Linked DNA regions of Mus musculus: region 2 is linked to region 1. Evidence: chromatin contacts called from public Hi-C data. All regions are on one chromosome and are shown on one strand. The core of a region is the stretch at or near the end of the contact, and the rest is flanking DNA. Distances in the headings are between cores, read along the strand shown.

The links. Hi-C and Micro-C count contacts between places; a contact is called where the count stands out from the background.
Region 2: a contact with region 1 is called in a Hi-C map of bone marrow-derived macrophages, with 54 read pairs. A contact is called at or near these places in 1 of 39 promoter capture datasets (hippocampal neurons), 65 of 484 Hi-C or Micro-C datasets (3T3-L1-derived adipocytes, B cells, B-cell progenitors and 45 more), 17 of 130 datasets of targeted methods (the 230-238 cell line, CD8 T cells, the G1E-ER4 cell line and 10 more) and 5 of 9 other capture datasets (adipose tissue, bone marrow-derived macrophages, embryonic stem cells and 2 more).

Annotation. Positions count from the first base shown.
Region 1 is chr19:37,418,503-37,421,136 of GRCm38.p6, reverse strand. It overlaps Kif11 (kinesin family member 11), which reads right to left. Exons shown (of 22, transcript NM_010615.2): 22 at 1-878. The coding sequence ends at 747. Among named protein-coding and RNA genes, the nearest start is that of Hhex, 15 kb to the left of the region's middle.
Region 2 is chr19:37,502,228-37,504,861 of GRCm38.p6, reverse strand. No RefSeq gene overlaps it. Among named protein-coding and RNA genes, the nearest start is that of Gm32294, 9.9 kb to the right of the region's middle.

The DNA.
Region 1 (2,634 bases), core at 92-2,591:
AAAGATAAACAAAATAGAAGTTATAGTCATAATTGGTAGTTTGAAAACAATCTTATCATTTCTAAGAGACTTAAAGACCTTTTAAGTGGGGCCTCAAGGTCTCCTGCATTAGGAGCCGACACTACAGGGAGGCTGGTGATGTGTCAGACCTCAGGAAGGAATGAGATGTGTGCATATCAGCGAGAACAAATGAAGGACCCAAAAGGAAGGGTCCTTCCAGGGTCAGGTGTTTTGACAGTGATTGTAAGGGTAATCAGTGAGATAGAAGAGTTCCAGGTAAAACCCTGCGTTTCTCATACTAAAGAAACCTTTCTGTAGGCTACAAAAGGTTAAGTGACAGGAAAAGGGAGACAGGAGTCGAAGACAAACTAGAAAAGGCTGGTTAGAGGTAGGGAAACAGCCTTGGCCAGACAGCAAAGGAGATGGCATTCACCAATACAAGTCTAAACCTGGAACAATGATTTCCATATATTTGGTATTTAATTATATACAAGAAAAATACTTACTTGTTACAGAAGAGCTTCTTTATATAAAAAGCTAGAAACACACACACATATTCAATGTAAATCCCAAATGATACCCAGCTTACTACATCCTTGGACTACAGGGATTATAAAAAAGACTTTCAGTTCAACTACAGTTACTGTGGGGCCCTCACACAGCAGTCCCCTTTTCATCTGTACATAGCTTCAGACTCTGGAGTTTCAGGTTGTATTTTAAAGATGACACCCTAAGCCTCAGATCAGCTAGAGGTTTATGGAGGTGTGAAGCGGCAGTCTGCTCTTGGAGATGGAGAGATCCGAGGCCTCTTCCACTTTATACTTCTCCACCGGGTTAAGGCCTCTGTTTTCTTTGTCTTTTCCATGTGGCTTTTTTCGCTGTGGGTTTAAAGGGGAGAAATGAAGTCACAATTATGTAACATTTACTAGACATTGCAACATTTTATTATGAAAGTTCTATGCATTATGGACTAAAGTTTAAATTTGAAAACCACAAAACACAAAAGGTAGGGTCTTCTTTACTTTACCAGTAATGGAAGAAGAAAGAATTACTTTTCTTTTTTGTTTGTTTTTTGTTTGGAGACCGGGTTTCTCTGTGTGTAGCCCTGCCTGTCCTGGAACTTGCTCTATAGAACAGGCTGGCCTTGAACTCACAGAAATACACCTGCCTCTGTCTCCTGAGTGCTGGGATTAAAGGCGTGTGCCACCACCACCTGGCATGAAATATTACTTTTTTTGCATTGTTTCTAAAACATAATTACAAATTTCCCTTTAAGACAGTGGTTCTCAAGAGCAAGTGATTCTGCCCCCTAGTGGACACAGGCAGTTATCTTGAGACAGGTTAGTACAAATACAAAGTGCTCCTAGCTGCAGTAAGAACCGGCCCCAGAGGAAGTGTTCAACCTGCAGGGCAGCTGACCACAACACGTAGTTACCCAGTTTAACAGATTTGTCACCACCAAGAAAGACTTTTATTTATCCTCTTTGAAAACCTGTTTCACAGTCTACATCTCTGAGGTGAAATCTAACCTGGTCTGCAAAGCAAGTTCCAGGACAGCCAGAGCTACACAAAACAATCCTGTCTCAAAAAACCAAAAGAAAAAGAAGGAGAAAAAGAAAGAAAGAAAGAAAGAAAGAAAGAAAGAGAGAGAGAGAGAGAGAGAGAGAGAGAGAGAGAAAGAAAGAAAGAAAGAAAGAAAGAAAGAAAGAAAGAAAGAAAGAAAGAAAGAAAGAAAAAGGAATTTTTACTCTATGTCTCTGGAATCAGGAAGAAAATCCTGCACACTGGGATTATGAGCGCTGAGACCAATAGCGAGATGTAAGTCAGCTCCTTGGCACGCATAAGGCCTGCCTGTGGGCAACGGTGAGATGAAGAATGACGAGCTGTGCCAGGCCAGGAAAAAGTAAGGGGTTAAAAGACAATGGGGGTGAAGCTGCCTTGAGGTACATAAGGGAGCTAAGGAAATCTGTAAATATGGAACAGTTAAACCTGCATGGAGAGAGAACTTTTAGACCTCCAGAAAAAGGATCCAAAAAACTACTAAAATTAGATACATAACATATATAATAATACAATATATATGCACATATGTAAGTATGCACATATATAACATGTAATATATGTATAAAAATATACATATCAGCATCCTAACTGTAAAAATGGAGATATTATATGTCTTGCATAGGAAATTTTTACTTTAATCTAGGCTCCTGTCTTTAAAATATAGGGAAAGCTGCCAAATAGGATTTTAGGGGTGTTTGTTTTGACATAGGGCTCACTGTGTGGCCCTGGCTGGCCTGGAATCACCATGAAGACAGACTGGCCTTCAATTTGTAGAGCTCAAACTGTTTCTGCTGCTACAGGGTTGTGATCACAGGTGTTCATTCGATGCCTTACTTGGTTGGCACCAGGCACTTTTGAATGGCTTGTTCCTAACTATGTTAAAAGGGCACGATGCCTCACATCTGCAATTCCGAAGGCAGGAGAACTGCTAAAGTCTAGGCAAGCTGTTCTACTGAGTGTGACAGTTTCAAGGATAACAAGGTGGTGGGCATAGGATCTGTCTGTCAGGTGATTTAAATGTACAGCATCAGAGCAACAGAGAGCTCAGGAAGTCCTGGGGAGCAATGAACA
Region 2 (2,634 bases), core at 57-2,556, 84 kb before region 1:
CAGGAAATCTTTAGAAGGAAAGGTTCTTAATTCAAATATAACATACAAATGGCCCTGAGTCTTTGCTTCTGTCTGACACTTCGCAAGCCTCCATCAACAGTATCTCTCTCAACACTCTCTCATCTTCCTAGCGCTCACAAAACAGCCATTGAGCCCTGAGTACTCAATGACTTCTCCAGTCCAAAGCTCCAAAAGTTCTCCCACAAGCCACCCAAACTCAGCATGGTCAGGCTCTTCCTGTTCCATGTATCAGTTTCTCTCCTAGTTTGTTTCTCTGTTGCAGTCACAGCATCATGACCAAAAGCAATCAGGAGTGGAGGGCCTCTTTGGCCTACAGGTCACACTCCATCCCTGAGAGAAGTCAGGCCAGGAGCTCAAGGGAGGAAGCTGGAGGCAGCAAGCAACCGAAACAGAAACCAGGGAAGAACACTGACTGGCTGGCTACCCCTGTATATATACTCAGCCTGCCCTCTTACAGCACCCAGGACCACCTGCCCAGCGGTGGTACCACCCACAACGAGCTGGGACCTCCGACATCAGTTATCAGTCAAGAAAATCTCCCACAGACATGCTCACAGGCTGAGCTGGTGGAGTCTGCTCTTCAAATGAGCTTCACTCTTCCCAAGGGTGTTAGGTTGACAATCAAGATTAGCCATCACAACTGTAGTAATGAAAGTCTACTGTATCCACTCAAAGAGGAAGGAAAGTTCTGGTAGAAGTGAGGGAAGGGAGGGAGAAAAAAAAATCTGTCCTTTAGGACGTGTAGCCTTCTTTATGAACCATTTCTTAAACTATATATATATATATATATATATTTTAAACTTTGGTGTCACATTACAGCCAAACTGTACTTTATACTAAAGGTGTGGCATAGGGAAGATGAAGTTTAACATAGGAAGAACATGTGTAAAAACACTCAAAGCCACCAATAGTCCTTCTTCAACTGGCAGAGTCCAGGGGAAAGAACCCAACGCTATGCTCAAGGCTAAGCAAGTGCTGCCACGGAGCTGCAGGCCCTTGGCTTGTGAGACAGGGTCTCACTATGTAGCCCAGGCTAGCCTCAAACACATGGCCCTCCTGTCTCTGCCTTTGAGTACCGGCCATACAGACAGGAGATTGCCTGCCGAAGAAATGGCACACTTATGGAGTCTGAAAAGGTTGGCCACCTGGAGACCCAGCAGGGCCAGTGAGAGCCTTCCTGATCTGAGAACAAGTTTGAAGGAACGGGGAGATCCACACCACAGCTCTAATGCAGGCAACAAACTGCCACTTTGGTTCTCTTCGGGGCCTCAACTCGCACTGGGTGAGGACCAGCTGCTTTGCTTATGTATCCATTCAAATGTTAGTCTCACCCATTAACACCTTCACAGACACCTCAGAATGACACTTAGCCAAGTATCCCGGCATCCTGAGTATAGTCAAGCTGACACATGAAACAACTTGAAGCTTCATTTCCCCCCCCCCCATCCCAACACCCAATACATTGGATTCTGTTCCAGGACACAATCCAAATATCGCATTTAGAGATTGCTCCTTTTTATGTGACTACTTCCCCACAGGGCAAGGAAGCCGGTCTTTGTCCTGTCCACATTAGTAACTCGTTACACTGATAATATGGTTACCAATGGCTACCGAGTTTCACTTCTCACAGTCTCCCACCACAAGAGAGGAACTGTTCATACATTCTGTGGTTCACATTCAAAAGTCCTAGAGAAAGATTTTGACAGACTTGACTTGTCACGAGTGACTAGCTCAACATCAATCAGATATAACCTAGGGTAGGAGGGGTCGCACCACAGCAGGCTCTGGGGGAGCCAGTCCTGGGGAAACAGAGGAAAGAATTGGTAACGTGAGTGATGATATCGACTGAAGCTTAACATCACACTGGCCACTCAGCCCGTCAACCTGATGTCAGTGATGAAGAAACTCAAGCTCATAAAGAAACCGAATTCCCAAGACCCAGATCTAGCCTTTGGAGAAAGAGAAAATTGGTCTGGGCTGTCTATTTATCAGTCTTGGGCTCTTTATTTTGCATCCCTGAGCACCATCTTGACATTGGTTTTGATTCCAATAACAAATGAATCACAAATTAGGAACTTGGCCTCAAGATTTACTGAGCTTTAACTTGTGTGACAGGCTTTTTTTTTCTAGGGTGACACAACACATACACATCTACTCTCCCATCCCCACTCCATAGATGAGCCCACAACAAACCAAAGTACAGATACCGCCAAAGGCCAACTTGGGAACCGATGAGTTGGACTTTGGTGGTATCTATTGTAGGATATCTATCTGAGGTGAGTAGGGCTGAGTGTGTGTGTGTGTGTGTGTGTGTCTCCCTGAGGAAAGTCTTATACATAACACTACCCTACAGAAATACAAATCTCTCCCCTTTACTTCCCCAAGGGCAGGATTTCAGAATAACTAACATGCGGCAGATTATGATGCAAACTATTTTACTTAGCAAATAAGTGGGAGGGAGGAGAAGAAAGATGGTTTATCAAACCACCTAGATGGCAACCCTATAATAAAACCCTACATTTCCACTAAAGGGAAGGAGGCGATCTACACACATTAACAAAGCAAGTTGCACGCAAGCGTTAAACTTAGTATTAGAACACTAAGCTGGAAAAA